2 separate regions of the Mus musculus genome follow, and region 2 is linked to region 1. The links are chromatin contacts, called in public HiChIP or PLAC-seq maps. All regions are on one chromosome and are shown on one strand. The core of a region is the stretch at or near the end of the contact, and the rest is flanking DNA. Distances in the headings are between cores, read along the strand shown. Region 1 holds the start of Ccl1 (chemokine (C-C motif) ligand 1). Region 2 has its middle 35 kb from the start of Ccl1.

What was found. HiChIP or PLAC-seq counts read pairs in DNA pulled down with a chosen protein or histone mark.
Region 2: a contact with region 1 is called in a BATF HiChIP or PLAC-seq map of CD8 T cells, with 24 read pairs. The contact joins the enhancer-like site here to the promoter of Ccl1 in region 1. A contact is called at or near these places in 8 of 484 Hi-C or Micro-C datasets (CD8 T cells, CD8 central memory T cells, group 2 innate lymphoid cells and 2 more), 4 of 115 datasets of contacts at active chromatin or transcription factors (CD8 T cells, T-cell acute lymphoblastic leukemia, embryonic stem cells and 1 more) and 1 of 9 other capture datasets (adipose tissue).

The regions. Positions count from the first base shown.
Region 1 is chr11:82,177,516-82,182,817 of GRCm38.p6, reverse strand. Ccl1 (chemokine (C-C motif) ligand 1) reads left to right here and starts at 3,006. Exons shown (of 3, transcript NM_011329.3): 1 at 3,006-3,149; 2 at 4,685-4,799. The coding sequence starts at 3,074.
Region 2 is chr11:82,211,974-82,217,275 of GRCm38.p6, reverse strand. No RefSeq gene overlaps it. Among named protein-coding and RNA genes, the nearest start is that of Ccl1, 35 kb to the right of the region's middle. Within about 2 kb of position 2,750, at least 33 of the 459 cell types and tissues checked have an H3K27ac peak or open chromatin away from gene starts, as enhancers often do. A contact at or near this core is called in CD8 T cells, CD8 central memory T cells, group 2 innate lymphoid cells and 3 more, where this site is marked.

The sequences.
Region 1 (5,302 bases), core at 1,757-4,256:
GGTAGAACTAGGATCTGATGTGTCTATGTCTGGCTCTAGTCACTGTTCCTCTTCCTCTCCCTGAAGGAATACATAGAGAATTTCACTCTGGAGATGGATCAAGTCATCTCTGCAGCTCTGCCATGCTCAACACATGCCAAGGGGCTGGCCGTGGCCTGCTATGGAAGGACCACCTGACCTGTAACTCAGTAGCAGGTGGTAGACAGGGCTGGGCTGAATGCCTCTGGACAGCATCTTAGGATGACTCCACCCTGGCTGCCAGCCACCTGATCCCCGTCCTCATTCAGTGGTCCCTAGAAAATGAAAGATGAGTGACAAGGGCTCCTAACTACACGCCACAGAAAGAAGGCTTGCTTGTGTGAATGATAACAGTGCGTATCCCGAGGTCACCTCTTGTTTGCCAATCCACGATCATTTCTGCTTGCTCATTTCCACAGAGGCTTTATTGACCTATCACATGGTCCTAGTCCCTGGGCCTCGACAGCCATGTTGGGGTACCCATGTGTAATATGAAGTTGCTGGATGATAAATCCTACTTTTGGTCACTTCTTTCCAGGTGCTGAGAGAGCCCAGGAAGGTAAGGCATAACAAAGTACTAATGAGTTCCTCTTTTCTGTTTGGGAAATACTGTGGTCACAGTGAGGGGGAAGATGGGGAGCTAGTTGTTGAGGGACAGCTCCCAGAACAGGGGAAGAACCAGAAATTTCCAGGGCAGCTATGTGGCCCCTTCTTCACTGCCCGAGTCTAAAGGGTCTATACTTGCATTTGGCCAGTTTTTATATACTCACATCTCCCCTTTCCCAAGACCCCGGGGGTAAAGGACCAGAACACATCAGCCTCCAAAGACAAGGACATAGAGAGGCAGCAATGGGGTAGTAATTTTAATGACTTTGTGGGTGGCAGGAAGCAGTAGGGGTCTGACTGGCATGGGTCCAGCTGTGTAAAGATCATGAGCTGATCTTATTCTTAGATACCCAGGGCTCGAGTCTCTGCCTCCTATGCCACCCCCATTCTCAATATAGCATCAAGCCCAAGACTTCCCTCCTCGTGAAAGTCACCCTCCCACCCTCCATACTGTGGAGATTTTATCTCTTGGTGCTTTGACAATTGCCTGGAGTTTTCTCCTCACAAGTACAGGCACTTGAGTTTTGATTCTGACTCTGAAATGGAGCCAAGATATTCCCAGTTTCGACAAAGCTCCCTCAGGAGTGCCAAGAGTCATCACTGCCAAAGGTCTTGAAAAGCTCATTCAGCTCAGACATGCCACGGTAGCACGGAGCGAGCCTCAGTGGAGAGATGCGGGAAGACAAGGACTTCCGATTGCCATCCAGGCACAGGGGCTTAAAGGAGGCTGAGATTTGCCCGCAGGGGTTGGCAAATGACTTTTATTGGAGGAAGGGTGTTTGAAATGAGCAGATTGGGCACAGAGGGAGTTGGCTGGGAAGGTGGTCAGGTCGATGTTACAGTAAGGATGAGATGGTGGATATAGGAGAGCAAAATGGATGACTGAAGCTTGACTATTTGGGAAGAGTTCTAACTATCTAGTAGTTACACTCAGTTGGCAACAAACACTGAAGGTTTTTCAGTTGCACAGGCTAAGGTCAACATAGGTTAGCATAGCCAACCCACTGTGTATAGGCCCCATGATGCCAATGCCAGAAAGCTTAGCTGCTTTTTCTTGAGGGCCTCCTATGAGCTGCTTATCCCAAGTACTGCCCACTGCATATACTGTTTTTATCTGGCTGCACAACCCCATCTGCATCTACATCCCATGCTCTAGCTTTCTCCATGATGCTGAGTGAAGGGTGTTCCTCTGTACTTGGCTTTTCCAGACTCCTTCCCCTGCCTGACGTGCTGTCTTCACAGCAGCCTGCAGGACATGGTACTTATAGAACACTGTCTGGAAAGGGTCCTCTGAAGTCCCTGGGTGTCCCCAACATTCTCCTGTGCCCCCCACATGACAGATCTGTCTTGAATGAGCCGTTGTTGTGTTGGATGGCTCTCCATGGCTTGTCTATAGGTTGAAGCAAGATGGCTCAGGTCAGGCTTTGCCCCCATTGGCAATTGTCCCAAGGGTAACCAAGCAAGGGTCTGGATCAGAGTAAGCTGTGAAAGGGCTGGGGAACAAAGAAATAAAACTAATAGCAAATGTGTTGGCCAAACGTTAGACAGACAGGATCAACCTGTGGTATGTGTGTGTATGTGTGTGTGTGTGTGTGTGTACATGTATGTAGGTGTGCATACATGTGTCTATGTGCATGTGAACGACTTTGCTTTTTGAGATAAGTTCTCTCCCTGGCCTGGAGGTCTCCAACTAGGCTCAGCGGGCAAACCAGGCAGCTCCAGGGATCAGCCGGTCAGCCTCTCCAGCTCTGGGGTTACAAGATCATTCCACTACCCCTGCTCTGTATGCGGGTTCTGGGAATCAAACTCTGGTCCTCACACTTGTGTAGCAGGTACTTTGCTGACTGAGCCATCTCCCCAGCTCTGCATTTCATTCTTACCACCCGGATTTGAGATGTGTTACTAGTTCCATTTTGTAGGGATGTGCAGCTTAGAGAAGTTTGTGCAATGGCTGATTGGCAGAGCCAGAACCCAGACACAAGCTCCATTTGATGCAGATTGTACCTTCTCTGCTCTGTCCTTCTCCAAGGCCTGTAGCTGCTTTGAATGGAATGATGTGGGTTAGACAAGCTGTGTACGGGCCACTTCCTCTCTCTCTCTCACCTTTTTTGACTTTCCACTCAGCCAGGACAGCTCCCACGTATTTTGTCAAGAACGTAAAGATTGGTATCTGCTTCTGCACTTGGGGAAGTTCCCAAGGCCACTAGGCACCCAAACATACCTCGAATACGCCCCCCTCCTCCCAGGAGAGGTGAGAAAAGGAGTTTTCCATGTGGCCATTGGGTATGAGTTCCTTTTCCCTGGGACTCCCACCTCTTCTCCATGGTCTGGGAAAGCACCCCGGGCCTTCTGATAAAAGCTCAGTACAGGGTGAGGCAGGAGAGAGTTCTTGGCTCCACCAGACATTCGGCGGTTGCTCTAGAGAGGCTTGAGACAGAAACTTATCACCATGAAACCCACTGCCATGGCACTGATGTGCCTGCTGCTGGCTGCCGTGTGGATACAGGATGTTGACAGCAAGAGCAGTGAGTAATGGGGTCCTAGTGCTTGGGCCCAGGGAGGGGAGATGTATAGGCAGGCACTCTGGGCTGGGAACAGAGCTTACCTAGACATCATTGGCTTCATTTCTGTCCCTATCTGGAGATGAATGGCGGGCAGTAATGGGATAGGGACGCTGGGCGTGGAGGAAGGTTATGGACTGGGAGCACACATCTACTTCGTGGTGGGGAGCTCAGACCTGAAACCCATTCCTCTGATTCTTTTGCTAATCCTAGAACTAGGTGGCTGCAGAGACAGACCTGGGCCAGCATCCTCTTGATGGGGTTCCAAGACTGGCCCTGTTCTGGGAGGAGCTTCTCCTTCTCCTTCTCCTTCTCCTTCTCCTTCTCCTTCTCCTTCTCCTTCTCCTTCTCCTTCTCCTTCTCCTTCTCCTTCTCCTTCTCCTCCTTTCTCCCTTCTCCTTTCTCTTCCTCCTCATCCTCCTTTCTCCCTTCTCCCTTCTCCCTTCTCCTTTCTCCTTTCTCCTTTCTCCTTTCTCCTCCTCCTCCTCCTCCTCCTCCTCTTCATCCTCCTCCTTCTAGATGAAGTGGCTTTAGTGTGTGGAAGATAATTTTGATCCTCACCCTACAGACAACTGGAAGGGCCTATGGGGTTGTTTAAAACAAATTAGGATCCCTGAAGTCCAGAGGAGGGACTAAGACTGATTTCCAGTGTGACAGATGACAGGCAGGGGCTGAAGGAAGGACCACAGGAGTGAACAGCCAGATAACTATTATATCTCTTAAAGATGTTTTCTGTATGGATAAACTGGAATCCATGTTCTAGATTGTTCGGAAAATACCAACCTGAGGTCAGGGGACCTGCAAGTTTCTGTGAACAGCGAGACAGGAAGGATCCAGGGTTAGAACACAGGGATGTTGAAGGTGGGATGTGGGAGGAGAGCGTACAAATCAGCAGACTGGGGGTTACTGGTCCCTGAAAGAGGGGAGGGCCAAGGATGGGAATGTGGAAGATTGTGTGGGCGAGTGGACCAGCCACTTTTTGGGAATACCCCCTTTTCCTTCTGAGCCCTTGTGGAGTTCCTCACCCAGCCCCATGTCTGTGAACCAAGAACTACAATGTCCTGCATGCGATGGGATAACAGGTCCTCTAGGATGTGAGGCCAGAGCCCCGAGCTTAAGTACTAGCACAGTACACAGAGCCACGCACTTGTGCTGGGAGACTGGGACTGAAGGGGTTTGTATATGTGGTAGGAAGAGTCTCACCGTATGTGCAGGAGTGTGTGCTGAGCCATGGCTCAGGCAGGCTTGTGGTTTCTGTCCCCACCACCTGCTGGTTTGTAGGGTGCTCACATCTGACGCCCCTCCCCAGTCTTATGATTGTTGTCTCCATCCTAGAAATGTGTTGCTGCTGAGACAGAGCTGCACTGCAGCCCTCGGGATGTGGTCTCCATGCTTGAGTCTGTCCTAGGAAGGACTTGGCTGGTTTTGCTTTTTAATTCTGTTGTGGGTGAGAGGCTATGGTTGCTAATGAATGGTCTTTTTTTGTGCTTTTCTTCTAGTGCTTACGGTCTCCAATAGCTGCTGCTTGAACACCTTGAAGAAAGAGCTTCCCCTGAAGTTTATCCAGTGTTACAGAAAGATGGGCTCCTCCTGTCCTGATCCCCCAGCTGTGGTGTGAGTGAGCCACTAGCCAGGGGAGAGATAATATTGACGGAATTGAGAATAGTACACACTAGATGGCGCTGTTCCACAAGAAAAGGGAGTCTAAACCCAACCAGGCAATCTAAGGTGTAGAGTGACACTAGGGGGCGTGGGGCTTCCCAGGAAGGGGGGGGGGGTCCTGATTTATTTGCTTGAACCCCAAAGTGCCTATGATTAGATCCCAAGCTATATAGCCAGGAAGAAATGTTTAATAAAAGCACAACAGACAAGGCTGGAGCGTTGGCTCAGTGGGTAGTTTGGCTGCTCAAACACGGTGATTTGAGTTCATATTCCCAGCAGGATGGTGTGAGTTTGTAACCCCAGTGCTAGATGAGGCAGAGGCAGGCATAGCCTGTGTGCTTGCTGGCCCTAACAAAGTTCTGTGGGAGATCTTACCTCGAAATGTAGGACAAACAATCCACTAAGGAAGATTTCATAACCACCGACCCCTGGCCACCACACATGTCTATATACCA
Region 2 (5,302 bases), core at 1,501-4,000, 35 kb before region 1:
TCACTTGCTATTTAAAGTGACCCTAGAGTCGTCCTTGTTCTAGGATGACTGCGTCCCTTGGTTTTTAATCAGTCTAGGTAGCATTCTTGGTTACTGTCTCACCTTGATTTCTGAAAATAAAATGTTTAGGCTTTTCTTCTTCTTCTTCTTCTTCTTCTTCTTCTTCTTCTTCTTCTTCTTCTTCTTCTTCTTCTTCTTCTTCTTCTCCTTTCTTCCTCTCTCTCTCTCTCTCTCTCTCTCTCTCTCTCTCTCTCTCTCTCTTACAATGAATGTGAACCTACCTGCTCATTTGTAACAAAATCCTCCATCTCTTCCATTTTATCCAGAGGATCAGGGACTAGCTGTGTCAGGAGAGAGGCAAAGTATCCCAAGCTTACTGCTATGAAGTAGGCCTCCTAAGGCATCTGTTAAGATGCTAATCCACAAGCCATGCTTGATGCACTGCATGGGGGGTTGGGGGTGGGGGGTGGGGGGCGGGGTCAGACAGTGTGTGAAAGGCAGTGGCAGCTGTCATCTGGCCATATTGCCAGTGCTCCTGGTAGTGCTGCCAGAAGCCCCTTCTGGGCGGTGACACAGTGCTCCTGTATGTGAGGGTGTCTCCTGATGGCCTCCCAGAATGCACTGCTGTCTGACTCATGCTCATTTTCTTTCTCTGTAGAGTGGGCCCCTACTCTCTAGGACTTGAAGCCAGCACCATCTTACACCATCTTTGCCATCATCCTAGATTAAATGACTGTCCAGGATGTACTGTACCGCCACCTGGGTGGTCAGTAATCCTCAGCACACAGTGCAGCCCTGTGGTAGGAAAGGACAGCATCCCAGTGGCTGGTTGGTAGGGGCGTGTGTTCTGATCATTAGACTCCTTTTGTCAGGCACCCTGAGTGAAAGAGAAAACTTGCGTACAGATGGGGTCTCTGCCAGCTCTGGGAAGAGAAGTTGGGCCCAGGAGCAGGGGCTGATCAGTGGGATTTTGTATTAAATATTTGTATTACCTAACAGGTTTTCACAATTATTCTCTCAGGCAGAGCCTAACCCTAGGCTCTCAAGTGGGAAAATCCCAAAGCTAAAATTGTTTGAGCATTGACATGAAGCCAAGTGGAGGATTCTATACCTGACCTCATGTAGTTGGGTCATAGACAAAACAGAGGTACCCAGTGCCATAGTAGAGCATACCTACAAAGGCCTCTGAAGAACTCTGGGAGCTTAGATGGGAAGGTCAGAAGTAAAAGGCCAGTCTGGGCTCCATCATTGAGAACCTGCCCCAAGAAACAAAATAATCAACAATACATAACAACACACTGAGAAGATGACATAAACCAACCCTATGACTATGCTAAATGTGAAACACTTGGGTCCCAGACCTAATATCTCAGTGTGTGTGCAAATATTCTAAAACCCACAACCCCTACTCCTAAAATAAAACAAAAACAAAATCTAAAACCCTGAGGCCTGAAACGCTTCTGACCTCAAGCATTTTGGGCAAGGAAGACTCAGCCCACAGCATCTTCATGGTGGTCTGCAGAGACTGACTAATGGGAGTCAGGGAATGGTGTCCGTGGTTCAAGCAGCCTGGGGCTGAGCCTCTGATCCCAGTCATTCTGATGCTTCCTAATCAAGGTAACCTCCAGGGTAGAGAAGCAGCCAAGAAGGGGATTTAATGACACTGGGAATCAGGATCTGGTGGCTGATGAAATGGGTCAGTGGTGGTATGGCAGTGTATAGAATGCTCTAACTTCCTGTCTGTTGTTCCTGGGCAAGTCACTTGGACCAAAAGCAATTGAGATCAGGAAAGAATTTATTTGCTTTATACTTCCAAGTCACAGCCCCATCACGGAGGGAAGTCAGTCAGGGCAGGAGCTCAAGTAGAAACTGAAGAAGAAACCGTGCCTACCTGCCTGGGTCTGGCATTGACTACCCTGGGGTGGGTTCTCTCTCATCAATCATAAATCAAGACCATCTCTCACAGACAGGCCAGTCTGATCTGGGAAATTTCAGAGACTTTGCTCTTGCCAGATGCCAGTTGACAATTAAAACTGACCAGCACATTTGGGGAGGGGTCCTGGGATGGAGAGGGAGCTGCTACAGTCAGCAGGTGGCCCAGAGATTCAGAAAGGCTAGTGTTAGCACCAAGACAGTGCAGCTGGATCCCAGGGTAACTATCACTCTTCCATCTACTTAACATATTTTCCTTCGCTGCCAGCCGTTGACACAGGCTTCGGAGGACACTCCCATTGCGTTATTACTGTGGATATCTTCTTAGCTATCATCTGCTTCCTTCCTTTAAAGATTCCATTGATATCATTAGTCAGTTATCAATCGCAAACAACAGAGCCTTTGACTGGAATGCCATTTCCACCAAAGCCAAGGAAAGTTAACTGACAGCCTGTGCTGGGGCCCCTTTATGCCAGCTCGGAGTCTCTGTGTCACAGGGGCACAGGCAGGGGAGACTGGGAAATTCTTGTCTCTTTTTGCTCATCTTTTCCTCCCACCCAGCACATGCCAGAGGCTGTGGCTCAGATGCGACACAGTGCTGATCTTGGCCTGGGTAGAGGGAGGGAGTTGCACCTCATAAGGGGAAGAGAGGGTCTCCCCGCCCCCTTGTACAGAGGAGGAGTGTGAGACTGACAGAGAAAGGAAACCCTCAGAAGCCACCAATCTTGTGTCTGACTGTGGCTATCAGTGGTAACCATCAGAAAGTGGGGAGGTGGCAGCCACACCCACCAGCTATGTGATGATGCCTGGATGTCAGTTTGTATCTCTGAGCCTCATTTCCTTATCTGCGAAAGTGGATGACGTGTCACCTACTTTATAAAGACAGCATGGGAAGCCAGCTATATAATATTTGGCACAACATAGGTCCTTTCTCCTGTCAATCATTGCACAGTTCCTAATTAGCAAGGGCTTCCCCTTCCTGGAAGTTTACGTGGCTATGCATGGTCTTCTGTACTTTGGTATAGGCAAGGTGCATCTCTCTAAGACTTTTAGATTCATTTTCTACAGAAGAACAAGAGATTTTCATGATGTGATTTTTTAAAAAAAATATAAATGCAGAAAATGGTTCTACTCTCAATATTTCCTTTTCTTTTGAAAGACTATAGCTTCAGAGAAAGTCTCAAAGCTGCCCACAGTCCCTTAGCGTCAGCCCAGTTCCCTGGCTCTCCCTATCTTTGATTATACAGACTTATGGCTGTCAAGGCCTCATGCAACTGCTTTGTGGTCTCTTTATTGTTGTGTATAAAGCCAGCATTTCACAAATGCTGTGTATGTGTGTGTGTTATTCATGCCTTTATTACTATTTATTATAATATATTATTATTGTTGGTGGGTCCGTGTGTGTGTGTGTGTGTGTGTGTGTGTGTGTGTGTGTGTGTGTGTACAGGCCAGATAGCAGCTTTTCACATTGTTCCTTCAGAGCCACCCATCTTGTTTTTTGAGATGAGGTCTCTCACTGGGACCTGGAGCTGGGTTGGCAGGCCAGAAAACCCCAGGCACCCTCTGTCTTGTCTCTACCTCTCCAGTGCTGAGATTCTAAGTATGCACTATCACACCTAGCTTCTTGAATGGATGCTGGGGTTGAACCCCGCTCCCTTTGCTTTCATGAGAAGCACTTTACCAACTGAGCTATTTCCCCAGCCAGCATGCCTTCATATTGGTAGGTCTTCAGAATTCTATGATATCTCATCCTATTGCTGTTCAGTTAGTTAGAAAAACACACTTTCTACTTAACATTCCAACTGTTGCTTGCGATTCTTTCTAGATGAGATCGAGTCTCAGGGTAGGGGTCTTCCTATGTCAGCTCCTGAGTCCTTCAGAACATCTAGAGAACTGAACCATGCAAAGAAGCCCACTCTCCTTTTGATCTCTCTGCTAAAGATCAGAATTCGATTCCAGGCCCTGATCATTTCTTCCTTTCTAGACCATGTGGGTAGACCTTTCCTATTTCAAAAGCAAAAGCTGTGATATAAATGGTTTGCTCCTGCACCATGTGGGAAGGAAAAAGTGACCACATTTTACTAAAAGAACAGAACAGTTAAAAAGGAGTGTCTAGCAGTTAAAAAGAGCATCCAGACAAAAATGATTCAAATAAGCCCCCAGTGTCTGTGGTTACCATGTGCACTTACAATGCCCTCACAGCCTCCTGAGACTTGGAGATAATTGTTATTCAAGCTAAGCAAAAGAGAACGTTGAAAATCAGAGAAGCAAAGGGACTTGGGCACATTCCTACAATCAGGAAGAGACTTTGACGGTCCCTCTACAGAGCCCAGGTCCGGGTTAAAATCCCTCACACTTTGGGTATTTTGGACACTCATGTGACTTAGCCTCAGCTTCCTGCTTGTAGAATGCGGTGACAACTCCTGGGAAAGGACAGACGTGAGACCTGAGCAAAATGGCTTATGTGACACTTCTAGGCATGTGACACAAGATGTTTTCCCAATACTAGTCAAGGACCCCTTTCTTTCTACCCTATAGTGTTCGGTTTCCCAGACATCAATGAAGTTGAAAGAAACTTTTCTATTGAAATGTGTGAGTTCTATAATTATCTTAATATTTTGACTGTGAGCTTCTTTTTCCTGGAAATACTGTCTCCCCTTTGAGGCGGTGGTGCTGGTGAGAGGCCAGAGGCACTTGTTTTAATCCCAGCAAAGTCAGTGCATAGCAAGCAATACATTTACGGAGTGTCTCCAGGAAGCAGAAACAGCCAATAATACAAGTCTCACGCTAGGTCTTAACTGTTTCAGGCAAAGGAATGGGGTAAGAAGAGAGAGTGAGCCACTCCTCCCACCTGCTTTTCTGAGCCTCTCACAGGACATCTGTCTTATTCTTATTTAGCTCTGGGGAATGCCTGTTCCTCCAGTGCCACTGTGAATTGTTCCCAAGGCTGTGACAGGCGAGAAAGGTCAGATGTCTAAAATGTCCCCTTGTGTGCTAGGTCTGTTGTGCAGGGCTGCCTCCCATTCAGGACAAAGCCAGGGCCCCTAACCACGCTATCCAATGGTTCAGGACAGCACCCAGGCCCAGCAGTTTCTCCCAGCCTTCAGTTTTCTCTGTCTGATTCTGACTCGGAAGATGTTGATCTTCTGAAGGGGTTGAACAGTCTCAGGAGTTTGGGGTCTGGATTAGAAATGAGACCTGAAAATTCACCAGTGATTTTCCAATCTCGTAGCTGTTGGTTCCTCACATCTCACTGCATAGGACCTCAGTCCTCCAGAGGTACCCATGTGTGCATATACATCTGTTTTGGCCCTCGGTGTCTGTTTTTGTAAAGGCAGGGAAATTATGACACATAACACTTGTGTTTGTT